5 separate regions of the Mus musculus genome follow, and regions 2, 3, 4 and 5 are each linked to region 1. A link is a contact called in public promoter capture Hi-C data. All regions are on one chromosome and are shown on one strand. The core of a region is the stretch at or near the end of the contact, and the rest is flanking DNA. Distances in the headings are between cores, read along the strand shown.

Region 1 (2,847 bases), core at 218-2,717:
ACATACTTTCCTGCCTGCCCTAAACCTATAAAATTTGAAACTCGGTGGTGGGGTCCAAAAAGTTGTATTTTAATAAACTCTTCCCGTGCTAATGATGGCTTCATCCCACGGCTCTGAGGCTCCTATGACTTGAAGCAAGTAGGGGGTAAAAACACAACAACCTCACAATTCGCCCAAAGGAGTCTTTCTTCAGGTCAGATGGTGAATACCTGAAATCCGAGTTCAAGATCAGCCTCACTAATGAGACCCTGACTCAAACTGCAAAACTAAGGCCTGCGAGACGACTAATCCAGTGCAATAAATGCACTTCCCACCAACTCTGACAACCTAAACACAACCCTTGGAATCCCCCTATGATGGAGAAAAGAAAAAGAGGCACGCAAGCTGCCTTCTGACCTTTTTGTGCCCAATAGCACAAAATGATGATAATAGGAAAAGCTTGGAAGGTCCCCTCTGCACCCAAGGACATTCTTCAAAGCTCTGAGCCAACGTGACTCTTTCAACCCTAACATAAAGACCAATAGCGTCGTTTTGTAGGGAAAAGATCAGCTAGAAGACTCCAGGTAATATAGAGGATTGCCAGGGTGAGAGGTTTTATGGTTAAGGGCCACAAGAGCTGTTACGAGTGCCTTTGGGATGAGATGGGGCTGGAGAGATGGCTCAGCGGTTAAGAGCACTGACTGCTCTTCCAGAGGTCCCGAGTTCAATTCCCAGCAACCGCATGGTGGCTCACAACCATCTGTAATGAGATTTGATGCCCTCTTCTGATGTGTCTGAAGACAGCAACAGTGTACTCACTTACAGAAAGTAAATACTTCTTTAAAAAATAAAAATAATGCCTTCCTCCCAAGGTGCCTTTGCTTTGAAGCAATGAGTACAATCCTACAGTATGGTGTCAAATTTACCCATTAAATGCCTGATGCCTATTAACAGCAGACACCACAGCTGAGATGGACACAGTGAAGTTTAACAGATCAGACGAGACACGTGCATAAACAAAACTAGACTGAATTGATAAAAGTAAATTTCACCAAAGAACCTGCTCTTTATGGAGAGAGGGTAGTTGAGAGAAGACTTGAATCTGTGTTTGGGCTAAGACCTTAAGAAGGAATACATAAATTTTCTGGAAAGGACTCTCCGGGACCAGGAGTAAGAACTGAGCGAAGGGTTAGAAAAATCCAAAGCGAGGTCCTGTGATTCCCGGCTTGGGGGGAGGGGCTGTGGAAGGGATGTCACCGGCAGGTAATGACCCAGTCAAATCAGAGATCCGGCTAGTGGCAGGGTCTCCTAGAGCTGTCGACGGTCAGAGATTACGGGAAAGGTCAGAAGGAAAGGAGGGTGGCGAGGGCTAGAGAGCGCCATCCTGCGTGCAGGGAGGCCCTGGGCCACTCCTTACCCGCCCGGGGCGGGAGACCTCCACGGAGGATCCCGGCCACCGCCGCAGCCATCGCTACAGGAAGTTCCCATGCGCGCTGCGCGGAGACGGAAGTAGCTAAGGATTGTGGGGCAGCAGTAAAAAAAAAAAAAAAAAAAAAAAAAAAACAAAAACCCGGGCCCGGAAATAGTGGGCGTGGCGCCTGATAGGGCCGCTATGCGCATGCGTGGAGCTGGGCCTCTTTCTCCTCTTCCCCCCCTCCCCCCGTTCCGTCAGACCTGGCGTCCAGTCTCCTAGCAACGACGCGAGACCTCAAGGAACGGTTCTTTCTATTCCTTCTGGTCCTTTCAGTTTAAGGCCAGTAAAGCCACGCTACACACCTCTAACTCCAGATCCTTCGTTCCCATTTACTCCTATTTTCCACCGCACCCCCAATAATTCTCAGAACCCCCTGCCCTTGTCTCCTCAGTCTTCCCTCCAACCTGGGTTCAACCAGCCCAACCGTCTAAGCTTCTCTGCTCGCCTTCGTCCATCTACCTGCCTCAAGCAGCCGCTGTTTATTTTAGATCATGCCAGGAGACGAGCAGGAAGGTGAGTTGACAGAACAGTTGGGCAACAGTGAGGTCGGTCGGGTTTCCAAAAAAAAAAAAAAAAAAAAAAAAAAATGAACCCAAGGCGACAAAAGGCTCATCTTTCCCCAGCTAAGAAAGCTGCCCAGAGAACCGAGGAAGGTGTCCACATTACTGAAGCCCTTATCACCAAGCGGAACCTGACCTTCCCTGGAGATGAAGACCTGTCAGAAAAGATGTGAGTGGACAGGAGAGAAAGGGGTGATAGAAGGCGGGAACAGTGACGTCCAGGTTGCTGAGCTGTACTGACTTTGAAACTTTCTCTCCTTACTTACTCCACTTACTAATCAGTATTACTTTCCGGTTGGTTTTTTTACTTTTTTTTTTGTTTTGTTTTGTTTTGTTTTTTTCGGGACAGGGTTTCTCTGTGTAGCCCTGGCTGTCCTGGAACTCACTCTGTAGACCAGGCTGTCCTGGAAATCAGTAATCCACCTGCCAATGCCTCACAAGTGCTGGGATTAAAGGCGTGCGCCACCACCACCCAGCGGTTTTTACTTCTTGAAGACGATTTTTTTCATACATCCTCAGCTGCCTTGGAGGTCACTACCTCACCTCTTAGCAAACTTCAAAATTCTCCGCCCAGTTCCCAGTCTGGCCTTCCCATACTGCTGTTACACCATTGATTGTTATAAATGATAAATCTAATTACTCCCTGGTAGAAACTTCCTCAACAACCTACTACAGCCAGAGTAAAATCCAAATAGCATTAACCAACCTTATTTACAGCTACATTCTGCAAGTGTGCAATTCCTCATACCATGTTCTTTTTTTCTTTTCTTTCTTTTCTTTCTTTTTTTTTTCTTTGGTTGTTTTTTGTTTTTGTTTTTTTTCCGAGACAGGGTT
Region 2 (2,847 bases), core at 216-2,715, 2.8 Mb after region 1:
GGCTCTCACACTCTTGCTCTTCTGGGAGCCTTTTTCTTTTTTATTGTGTACTGCCCCCCCCCCCCACACACACACATTCTGAAATTCCTCTCAGCTGCAAGTATAAGAAAAACAAGCAGCTTAAAACTCCTATTGATTACTCTGCTTAAAGGGCAGAGTTTCTCAGTTTTATTCTTATTTTTAAAAGCCATCTCCTTCCCTCTTCGGATAAACGGGCAGTCCCTGGAGAGGCTGGAGCGAAAAGGTCGACCTTTAAACGTTTGCTGGATCAGCACTGGGTGGGGATAAGAAAAGATCAAGGGCAAAGAGAGGTATTTCCAAGGGAGAGCTATTTGTACAACGAGGTTGATCAAAAAGGGCATTTAAAATAATCAAACTGGTGTGGATCCGTCTGTTCCATTTTCCATATTCTTGGTGACAAAGGGCAAAGAATCTCTCGTGTAGCCCCCAAACTACACTTTCCAAGCCGAAACCCAAGAGCAGGCAGAGAAAGCAGATTCAGCTGGACTGCTTGAAGGTGCAGCCGAGCCCAGACAGGCTGGGTGGAAGGTGGTTTTTAAAGCAACGCCTTAACACAGGACTGTGAAGAATTACATAAACAGCCAGTTGGGTCTCATTAGATTTCTGCTCACAGCGCTGGGAGCCCGAGCGCTACAGCAGCAGCAACAGCCAGAGGAGGTGGAGGTGGAGGAGGAGGAGGAGGAGGAGGAGGAGGAGGAGGAGGAGGAGGAGGAGGAGGAAGAGGAGGAAGACTACTAGACTTGCTCCGGGAGGAGGAGCTCGGCCCGGGGAAAAGGAGAGCAGGCTCTTTAGCTGCCTCAGGGACGCGGCCCGGGCACCGGCAGGTCGCGGCGCGGGCCGCCCAGTCTTCCCCTCCCCCGCCGTAACCTGACCCTGCCGTCCCCCACTCTGCTCCCCGCTCGAGGCTCCTGGGACCTAGCCAGCATCCCGGAGCACCGGTCCGGGCCCGATCCCTGTATCCCGGCGCCCCCTCCCCCTGCCTGGGCGCCGCTGCCCCCACCCCGGGTGCTCCCTCCTCCCGGTTGCCCGTCGGCCGTCAAGCCTCCGGACCAGGTCCCCGGAGCCACTCCATTCCCTTGGGTCCCCGAGGCCGCCCCTCCACACCCGGGCTCGCAGGACGCTGCAGCCACTCCCTCGGCCCCTAGCCGCCGCCCCGCCGTACTTACAAGCTGCTCCGGAGCTGCGGCCGCCGCCGAGCCGCGGCTGGGCGGGGGAGAAGGGGCAGCGGGCGGGGGCGCGGGTGGGTCGGGAGCGGCGAGGCGACGGGGTGCAAGACGTCGCCACCGCCGGACACGCGACGGACGCCTCGGGCGGGTCCGGGAGCTCGCTGCTCTGGCTCAGGGGTGGCGGGGACGGCAAGCTTACACGAGCGCGCTCGCTTCTCTACACAGCCCGGCGGCCCGGCCCTGCGTCCCCGTACAGCGCCCTCTGCGCGCCGGGCCAGAGCTTCGCTCCTTCTGCCGCGGCGCGCGCCCCGCCTCTCGTTTTATAGCCTCCTCCCCGCCCCCAGCCTCCGCGGGGGTGCGCGCCGCTCGCGTCACAGTCCCGCCCTCCCCACCCGGCACCCCCCGGCCGCGCCGACTCCGCCCCTGCCCTGCCCCCCGACGCCATTGGCCAAGTCCCGCCTGCCCACGTCCAGACGGCCGCTGATAGATGGTCACGCCTCCTGAACGCCGCTGTGACCAATGAGCTGAGAGTCCCGAGAGGTTGGGGGAGGGGTTAAGGGAGGCCTTGGAAGGGGATTGGACAAGGGTAGGGATGGGATGGTAGGGATGGGGTGGCAGGGCCCGGGGGCCTGGGGGTGGGGGGTGGGGGGTGGGGGGGGAGGAGGGGGAGCAGGTGGCGACGCGGCGGGGACCGGCCGGGAGGGGCAGCCGAGGCTGGGGGAGGGAGGGCAGAGTACACGGAAAAGGCTGCTTCCGAGCGAGTGCGACTGTGGCCGAGGAAAACCCCACTCCTGGGCGAGCTAGCCTGTGGGTCTCAGCCCATCCCGGGGTAACCGGGACTCGTGCTCCCGATTCATTGAGTATTAATCCCCGCAGGGCCTAGGCCAACTGCCACCCCGAGAGTGACAACTGCAGAACCTGGGGGTGGGGAAGGGAGGCCACGTCGCTGCACCTCCCGCACAGGTGACAGTTTAACTGCCTCTGCAGCTCCCCCTGGCCAAATCTCCCCGGGTCACCTGGCAGCAGCTCGGACATGAGGGTTGCTTGAGACCGTAAGAAAAAAAAATTGTCTTATATCAAACGTCGCAGAGAGCGACACGCTGCCAAACTGCCTGTGTGACTCTGTGTGCGTGCCCACGCGTGCATTTTGAGAACTTTCACCCAGGCCCACAAAATAAACACGAGGCCTCGCTGAGGAACCTGCGAGAGTTTATGAACTGTGCACAGGTGTCCAGGGAATAGGGACGCCAGGGACTCTAGGGGCGCGGATAGGCGCCGTTTCCACAACCTGCAGCCCAGAAATCCGAGTTATCGTCCGGAGTGGAACGGGGCGTTCCTCTTGGCTAAAAATAATTACTCACAGGTAGCAACGATGCCTGATTGGTCGCACTGGACCTTAGCGGCCAGACGATTGGCTGTCTGGTCTCCAGGAGACCGACGTCAAACTCGGACTGGGTAAAGGCGAGAGAAAGTCGAGGGGGAGCCTCGGAGAGAAGGGGGGGGGGGGTTGGGGGGGGGGAGAAAGCGCAGCAGTGAATGAAACGCCCAGGGCCCTGCCTTCCCCTTCCCTGTCCTGGGCATTCGGGCCATGCTTCCTGGAAAAAAACCGGTCCCCGTGCTGCCTTGCCCTTAAACACTGCAGGGCGGGCATTTCTATGCC
Region 3 (2,847 bases), core at 235-2,734, 2.7 Mb after region 1:
GGCAAGACACTCTCTGGAATTCAAATGATCTCCAGTGCCCTTTCCATTCCAAAATGTATGGCTCGATTTACTGGGGGGTTTAAAATTCAAATTTAACTTTAAACTGGCAAAAGAGGCTAGATAAGCATTACCTGAATTAAAAAAAATTAATTGTAAAATGTCAAAAAAGGGTAGAAAGAAATACCACATTCAGTAACTCGAAACTAAAGATTTAGCCGGGCGTGGTGGCTCACGCCTTTAATCCCAGCACTTGGGAGGCAGAGGCAGGCGAATTTCTAAGTTCGAGGCCAGCCTGGTCTACAAAGTGAGTTCCAGGACAGCCAGGGCTATACAGAGAAACCCTGTCTCGAAAACCAAAAAAAAAAAAAAAAGAAAGAAACTAAAGATTTGTTCATATCTTAAAATGAGACAGACTCTGTATTGGGAAGGAGGCAGATCTGCTAGCCGACTTGTAAAGCCTTGGGTAAATTTCTCTAATTGGAAATTGTACTAAGCAAACAAAACACTCTACAGGGCAGACAAATGAGTCTCCCCTCAACAGGCAGCTGTAGGCAACAGCCAATCACTGTGGCATTAAAACAACTGAGGCAGAATTATTATGCAAGTGGCGAGGGTTTTGTAGTTGTTCCTTTTCTCCTGGTCTTGGCTAAAGAAACCGTGCTGGTTTTTTAAGATTGGCATTTGCTTCGTTGCTTATGCTTTCATCTCTGCACGAAGTGTTCTTCAGAAGCGCCCATGGCAAACTAATTCAAGCTTGATGAAATCCAGAGCAGAGTCGCCGAGAATCAAAGCCTCTATGCATCACCATTTGGGCCAAGTTAGAGCCAGGGGGCGCGCGGGGGGGGGGTGGCGTGGGTGGGCTCCAGTGTCCCGGAGGGCGCTGGCCGCGGTCAACCACAGAAGAAGGTATGGTTTGGGGAGGATGCGCTCCTGACTGCACCAGGCAATGGGAGATCGGGGCCAGTCTCGAAAGGGCCACGACCTGAGAGGCCTGGGGCACCAGGCGTCACCTTCGCCTGCGTCCTGGGTCACGGCTGACTGCTCCACGCCCCGAGCTCGCAGCCCTGAACCCTGGGCCTCCCCCGCTCGCCACTTACCAGCCGTTGACCTCATTTTGCGAGTTCACATCCACCCCGCTCTCCACCAGTTTCTGCACCTCCCGAATGTCCCCCAAGGCCGCCGCCTCCCGCAGCCTCTCCTGCTGCTCCTTCTGCTCTAGGAGGGCGCTCATCTTCCCCAGGGCCCCGGGCCCCGGGCCGCCCCGCCCCGAGCCTGTCAGCGCCGCCGCCGCCTCCGCGGCCGGCTCCCGGCCATGGGGAGGGAGCGCCGGGCTCGCCCGCCCCGCTCGCGCCTCCGCCCGCGCCCGGCCCAGGGCCTCGTGCGCCCGCCCGCCCACCGACAGCTCCCTGGCTGCTCGCGGCCCCGCAGGCCCAGGCCTCCTCCCCCACCGCGCCTCCGAAGGCCGGCTCCGGGGGACCCTATTCGGTGTGACAACATTGACCTAGATACTTTTCGTTCCCACCCGCGGCCCCGCCGCCCCGGCCGGCTGTTTATGTAACCACCGCACTGGATTATCTGCTGTGATTCATGGGCTATTTTTAGAGCTCCCACCCGGCAGCTTCCAGCGAGGAGGACAGACACAGGAATAGTTGCGAGGCGGAGGGATCCGACATTGTCGTTTGAGAGCCAGAAAAGCCTTATCCTCAGGAGCAGGCTGTTTAGCAGGCATTAAAAATAATTGGTGGGTTTCCACCCCCACTCCCCCAAGATTAGTTAGCTCTTTTTTTTTTTTTTTTTTTTCCATCTGAGCCAATTTTTACCCAGCAGGACGGGAAATGGGCTGAAAAGGATCCTACTATAATATGCCCATTATTTGCAGAGATAGATGACACTGTTCTTTCTTATTTTTGTCAGTGCTTGGGACCATTCAGCTAGAATATTTATTTCAGCTGTTACTGTTTTTATTTTACCCTTTATCGGTTTTAGACAGAAATTCTTCCAACTTGGCTTTCATGAAGATTAACATTGATTCTAGTTTATAAAATGCAACTCGTTATAGCTTATAAATTATAATTAATTATTCTGAAAGTCATCTAAGGAAAGACGGAGGGCGGGGCGGGGCGGGGGCGGGCGGGCGGGGGGAGCTCTTTGTCATCCTAGTCCTGATTCCAGGCACTGAGGGTAGAGCTATGGTGTGTTCATAAACAGCCGTGTGCAGTACTCCATGCCTAATCTAGTTAATGAGGCTCAGAGCCTTGGTTGGCACTGTTCTACTACCCAATGGGACAAGCAGAAAATATTGTTTTGCTGAGCTCAGGTGCCTTGGAGAGATCCCTGATGTGGCACTGGTGAGAACTTTGCAGATGGGGTGAAAAGATTAAGGAAAACACCCTGGGGAGGCAGAGAGGAGGGCCTGAACAAAGCCAAGATGAAACAGGAAGGGGTACTTTTAGGTATAGCGTCTTTATTTCCATTCTTCGGGGTTGCCCAGGGCACACAGCATGCATTTGTCTTGTTACTGCTTAAGAAAAAGCAACGTCTGTTTATTATGATACAGTAATTCACACAGTACACACTGCACACCAGGAGTGATGAATATCAACTGACTAAACACTTAAATTGACCCCGGTGGCAAATTGGAACGCGGCTTGAGCCTACACTTGGATTTGTTTCCACAGTTTAAAATTTAATTCTCGGATCCAACATAGTGCTCCATCTGAGGCTGATGGGAATGGCATTGAAACTCAGTCTTTAACACAGTCTGAGGGACAAGAAATAGCAGTCTTTTTTTTTTTAAAGGCAATTTAAAAAGATTGTAGCAGGCTGGTGATTTGGCTTAGTGAAAGA
Region 4 (2,847 bases), core at 166-2,665, 2.4 Mb after region 1:
TAGAGACTGAGTTCTAGGACAGCCAGGGCTTCATAGTGATACAGTGTCTCCAAACAAACAAACATCACAAAAAAAGAACTTAGGAGACATCTTCAATGTCCAGCAATGGAATGGAATCCCCTCCCCCCTCTCCTGTAGCCCATGAAGACCTTGAACTTGCAATCCTCAGGCCTTTACTTCACATATAACCGAGGTTACAGGCATGCACTTCCTGGCTTCACCCACTCACTTACTGGTGATTGGTGTTTTGCTTTTGCCTACATTGTTTCACTCATATGTCTCTGCTCTTGTGAAAAACAAGACTTTACAGATGACTCTCTTCCCTCATTTTACAGAGCAGTAAGACTTGTGGAATCTATATCTTCAGAACAGACAGATGTCATATTCACCCACTACCCTCCAGCTTCTCTACCAACACCACTAATATCTGGGCCAAATGATCTATCCTATAGCAAGTCTTGCAGATGGTTTTCTGTGTAGGTTATTTTATTTTATTTTATTTTATGTTATTTTATTTATTTATAGCTTTTGAGTCTGTGACCCAGGCTGGCCTTGGATCTGATGAAATCTTCCTGCCCCAGGCTCCTAAGTGCAGGGATTATAGGCACTACTATTCCTGGTCCCACTTGGTTTCATTTTCATTTATTTATTTGCACCCAGTCTGCCTCCTCTTAATTGGCTCCTCAAAACTGTAAAACCGAGTCAAGTCATTTTCTTGCCTTCTGTCTACACAGGTTTGGTTGGGTCTGTCTCTTTTAGGTCTAAATTGCTATCCCTTCAAGAGACTTCCTTGGTCCCCTAATCTAAGACTCTTCACAATACTATTCGAGATTACAACTAAGTTACTCACGTGTTTACTGGCTGAACTCACAAGGCGTTAGAAACCATGTTTATGCTGGTACTCTGAGCAGTGTCTCACCAGACCTAAGCGTTGGTCATGGTCATAGACATCTGAAATACCAGCTCTAAGACGGCAAACTACACAGTGGGAACCTACCTCAAAAGCGAGGAAAGGAAAAAAGCTAAGTCTTGAATATCAATTAAATGTTTTGAACTTAGTCTTCTTCAAATCCGGAGGGATCCACATAAACCCAGAGGGGACAGAGCTTCTGGAGTAACTATCCAACGGGCTTTCATTCTGCACTCCCACCCTCCGCAAGCACCGCCCACAACGTGTCACGTGACCGGAGACAGTCGCCCTCCAAAGGTCCGGAGCCCCTCACTTCTTCCCCGTATCTAGGTTCACCATGGGCTCCAGTTTCCATCTCCCAGCCTCCCTGCTGTCTCGCCTCGCAATAGCCACAGTGCTGAGCTACCTGCTGCCCGCGTCCTCAGCGTAAGCGCCGCCGCCGCCATATTTGCTTCACGTTCACTTCCAGGCTGGGAAGTCTGCTTCCGCTACCGGGATAGATCTACTTCCGGGTCTTGCGGACAATTCAAAGAGTGGCGGGAGCAGTAGCAGGTGAGCCCAGATCTCTTGGGGTTTATGGCCGGGACCTCCGGCGACTTCTGCAGTGGACCGTGGGCCCCAGAGACAAGGAGTGTGGCCAGCACGGACGTTTGTCCCACTCCAGGAACCACACGAAGGTCCCTAGGGAGGGACCAGGGTGAGGCTCAGCTAGATTCTGTGCTAGACTGGTTGTAGATGCACAATTTCATTTAATTCCTTACAAACCTAAGTTACTGGTATTATGTTAAATTGAGATCCAGGAAGACTGCAAAGATTATCAGTCACTAATTATTGTTGAAAGAATGATTCTTGCGTGTAACCCAGCAGTTCCAGGCAGACTTAAGTGTACGCACAAGAGAACTGTGAAAACATACTCGTTCAAAATATTTGTACGTGAATGTCTGTAGCAACATTATCCGTAACAGCCAAGAAAGGGGAGCAGGCTAACCGTCCATCAAGCAATAAATGCGTAAACAAAATGTGACATAGCCACACAGTGGAATATTATTCAGCTATAAAAAATGAGGCAGTACTGGTGCATAGTATGGCCACAGAAGGACCCTGAAAGCATGACTGCGAAAGACACCAGTCACCAAAGGCACATACGGTGTGCTTTTATGAAATATACAGAACCTGTAAATCCATAGAGACAATGGATCTTATTTTATTTTTAGATGCTGGGAGAGAGAAAGAACTTGTTTTTTTGTGTGTGGGGGCTTTTTTTTTTTTTCTTAATTTTTAAATAAATAAATAAATGCCAGGTGGTGGTGGCGCATGCCTTTAATCCCAGCACTTGGGAGGCAGAGGCAGGCGGATTTCTGAGTTCTCAGCCAGTCTGGTCTACAAAGTGAGTTCCAGGACAGCCAGGGCTATCTATACAGAGAAACCCTGTCTCAGAAAAAAAAAAAAAAAAAAAATGGTTATAGAAATACCCTTGCTTTTGAGAAGTCTCACTGTATCAAGTAGGCTGGCCTTGAACTCAAAATATCCCCCTCTGTAGCCTCCCAATAGGTGGGATTGCAGTTGTGTGCCAGCATGCCCAGTTTGTAGGATTTCTCTTTGTGATGATGGAGACATTCGGGAGTAAGAGGAGGGTAATGCTGACACAGCACAGACATACGGAGCCCCATCAGTCTGAGTGAATGATTTCTTTATCTGTTAACTGTACTAAGGCTGGGGCCTAACGTTCATGTAGGGCTCTCTATGTGCTAAGCAAGCACTCTACCGCTGCTACTCCAACACCTAAAGGATAGTTTTGAGTACTATACACTATGTGAATTGTAAGGGGAGTTTTTTCCTGTGTGTGGACATGAGCGTACATGGGTGTGTGCATAGGCATGCTTTCCACTGTGTGTAGGTTCTAGGAACTGAAATCCAACTAGGTGACATATGTTTTT
Region 5 (2,847 bases), core at 212-2,711, 2.2 Mb before region 1:
CACACACACACACACGCATCATAACCATAATTATAAAATCCTATAATTCTGGGGAGATATAATAGTAGACAGCATTATTTGAAAAGTGCTGCAGGCCGGGTGTGGTGGCGTACGCCTTTAATCCCAGCACTCGGGAGGCAGAGGCAGGCAGATTTCTGAGTTCGAGGACAGCCTGGTCTACAGAATGAGTTCCAGGACAGCCAGGGCTACACAAAGAAACCCTGTCTCGGAAAACCAAAAAAAAAAGAAAAAAGGAAAGGAAAGAAAAGTGCTGCAGGACCTGTTCGGGACCCTGGATTCAATCCCTAGCGCCTCACAGAAGTAAAAAGAACAAGAAAGAATGCCATGCCGCTGTCCACTTAGAACTCAATCAATTCCCCTTTTTTAAGCCAATTTTGTGCCAGCCCTTTCCCACCACAGCATGCAGACACCGCTGAGTTTCAGAGAACTAACTGCCCAGCTGGGAATGGCACCTTGCAGCATGCATGCGCGTGCACACATGCTCCGGAGCACTGTGCCTGTACCCCCTTTTCCACCATTCCATAGTCCTTGCTAAGACCGGGAAGTAACAAGGCTGGAATTACTGGGCAGAGGAAGAAGCCACTGGATCCCTGCTGTAATTGTGTGGATCCTACATTCACCTTCTCTATGCTCTTTGTGTTAAAAAAAAAACATTTTCAGATCATTCCCTTATGCTATGCATTCATCTGAAAACAAAACAAAACAAACCTCTCCTTTAGTCTTTCCTTACAATACCGGTTCATTTCGATAATTTCACCAGAGTATGAAAATATTGGGCGATGGAAGAACTGGACAGTATTATCACTTATCACTTCTAAAGATACCTCACTTCCTGTTGTCACAACCAGGATAAGGGCCAACAGGTAGTCCCAGCATTCAGCCAGTTTCTCTAGATGCTAACATTGACCTTAGATAACCACAGATGCTCTGTTCATTTTTCCTCCACCGTGACGTGACCCACACTAGCCAAGTGTTCTCTACTTTGTATAATCCGCCAAAGTATTCGTTAATTAGTTTAAAAAAAAAATAGCCCTGGAATGGTCCAGAAAGGTGGCTCCACGCACACTCACTGAACAATTACATGTCTAGCCCTTAGAAATCATTGGTAATTATGAAATTGTCCGGTCCAGATGCCTAAAACTTTGTTTTCAAGACTTTCCAAGATAGCAGATGGCCCAATCCCATATAGAGGGTATCAGATACAGGACCGGCTTGGGAAAGTTCCAGGAGGGCATCACAAAGAAACACTGAACTGTTTAAAGACAAGCGAGGCTGAGCTGAACTGGCCCTCCTGGGAAGGGATGTGAATTGTCACAGGTATGCCAGCTGGAAGGAGTGAGCTGACATCTGAGGACCCTAGGCGCAGAAACCCGCCGCCATCACTCGACCTCTAGAAACATCTGGGAAAACTACAAAACTCCCGTGTTGCTTTTCGCTTAGGCGGAGGCAGGGGAGCCCCGCTGGGCGCCAGCAAGGACCTAAACGCAGCGACCCGGGTCCTCCCCGCCTACATTCTCCATCTTCTCCATTCATACGTCCATCAGCGGAGGACTGAAGACCAGAGCGAAGGGAAAAGCCAGAGTGCATGGTGTGTGGGAACTGCGTCCCACCCTCTCCCGGGAGAGGCTCCGGCGAGCCTTTCCCCTCCGGCGCCCGCCTCACGCGGCGGCGCCCACCGCCTCAGTGAAGCCCCGGGCGCGCAGTCTGCGCAGTTCCTGCCGCCGGGCCGCGAACCAGGGCCCGCAACGCGGCCCAGCCTTCTCCGCCCTCCTCGCCGTGACGAATCGGCGCCCGACTGGGACGGGATCCAAATTGGAAGACTTCTGAGGAAACCCAGGAGCCTGACGAAATTTTTTTTAAAAATCCTTGGCGCCCTAAGCCTCGCCGCGTGCTCACTGGAAGGGCTGTTCGTCTGCCGGGAGCCGGCCGCGGCCGGCAGACAATTCCCGGGAGCGTGTGGAAAGTGCGAGCGCGGAAGCTCCGGCGCGAGGGGCGGGGCGAGCGCGGGACAAAGGGAAGCGAAGCCGGAGCTGCGGGCGCCTGCTCGGCCCGCGGGTGAGTGTTTCCCAGTGGGCCCAACCCGGTCGGGGAAGGGTGGCGAGCGGTGGTGTTTCTGCTTGGCGGGACCCCGAGCTCCCGCGGGGTGCTGGGGTTCGGCCTCGGCTGCGAGGCGGGAGCTAGAGCCGGTGCGGCCTCGGTGAGGCCTAGCGGCGGCGGGGCAACCCCGTCCGGAACAGCTCCTCGGAGGCGCCGGTAGTCCCTTTCCGCGGGACTCCCGACGCCGGTGAGCACCAATGCACAACCCCCTGCAGGGGAGTTTCCAGAAAAGCTCGCCCTCCGCCCGCCACAAAACTCCAGGGAAAGGATCTCCGGAAACCCTCTGGGCAAGGCCAGCGGGGATCCTCACCCACCACGAAGGTGGTCGTCCCCCCCCCCCTTTGTTTATTTTTATTTTTTATTTGGTTCAGGCAGCGACTTAAGGATTCCCGGGGTGGCCTGGAGTGAAGTCTGAGACGGTGTGGGTTGGGTTTAAACCCATCTCTGACAATTCCGGGTCTCTGGCCTTAGACACTTAATCGCCCCGAGACTGTTTTCTTCCTTTGTAAAATGGGGACAGTCATACGCATCGGGTAGGGTCGTTGTGACTAGTGAGTAAGACTGTGTTATAAGCCTGACCAGTAAGGTAATTAATTCAATAAATACAGAGTTGCGTCCCAGGCACAATGGTTAGATCCACTCACTACTAGAGTTTATATGCTTAGCCCGGGAGAGCAATCATTTGTAAGTATTAGCAGTGAAGTGTAAGGTACCAGGGACCCTGTCACA

What was found. Promoter capture Hi-C pulls out the DNA fragments that hold promoters and counts their contacts.
Region 2: a promoter capture Hi-C map of liver shows a contact between it and region 1, with 3 times the contacts expected there. The contact joins the promoter of Tob1 here to the promoter of Mrpl10 in region 1. A contact is called at or near these places in 2 of 39 promoter capture datasets (liver and pre-B cells).
Region 3: a contact with region 1 is called in a promoter capture Hi-C map of liver, with 4 times the contacts expected there. The contact joins the promoter of Ankrd40 here to the promoter of Mrpl10 in region 1. A contact is called at or near these places in 2 of 39 promoter capture datasets (liver and pre-B cells).
Region 4: a contact with region 1 is called in a promoter capture Hi-C map of pre-B cells, with 2.6 times the contacts expected there. The contact joins the promoter of Eme1 here to the promoter of Mrpl10 in region 1. A contact is called at or near these places in 1 of 39 promoter capture datasets (pre-B cells) and 1 of 484 Hi-C or Micro-C datasets (B cells).
Region 5: a contact with region 1 is called in a promoter capture Hi-C map of pre-B cells, with 3 times the contacts expected there. The contact joins the promoter of Smarce1 here to the promoter of Mrpl10 in region 1. A contact is called at or near these places in 2 of 39 promoter capture datasets (liver and pre-B cells).

What each region holds. Positions count from the first base shown.
Region 1 is chr11:97,040,202-97,043,048 of GRCm38.p6, reverse strand. It overlaps Mrpl10 (mitochondrial ribosomal protein L10), which reads right to left and starts at 1,467. Exons shown (of 5, transcript NM_026154.3): 1 at 1,397-1,467. The coding sequence starts at 1,448. Lrrc46 (leucine rich repeat containing 46) reads left to right here and starts at 1,680. Exons shown (of 8, transcript NM_027026.2): 1 at 1,680-1,966; 2 at 2,077-2,182. The coding sequence starts at 1,945.
Region 2 is chr11:94,210,072-94,212,918 of GRCm38.p6, reverse strand. Tob1 (transducer of ErbB-2.1) reads right to left here and starts at 1,465. Exons shown (of 2, transcript NM_009427.2): 1 at 1,188-1,465.
Region 3 is chr11:94,326,638-94,329,484 of GRCm38.p6, reverse strand. It overlaps Ankrd40 (ankyrin repeat domain 40), which reads right to left and starts at 1,484. Exons shown (of 5, transcript NM_027799.2): 1 at 1,098-1,484. The coding sequence starts at 1,231.
Region 4 is chr11:94,652,311-94,655,157 of GRCm38.p6, reverse strand. It overlaps Eme1 (essential meiotic structure-specific endonuclease 1), which reads left to right and starts at 1,415. Exons shown (of 9, transcript NM_177752.5): 1 at 1,415-1,462. It overlaps Mrpl27 (mitochondrial ribosomal protein L27), which reads right to left and starts at 1,367. Exons shown (of 4, transcript NM_053161.2): 1 at 1,317-1,367. The coding sequence starts at 1,356.
Region 5 is chr11:99,229,631-99,232,477 of GRCm38.p6, reverse strand. Smarce1 (SWI/SNF related, matrix associated, actin dependent regulator of chromatin, subfamily e, member 1) reads left to right here and starts at 1,461. Exons shown (of 11, transcript NM_020618.4): 1 at 1,461-2,076.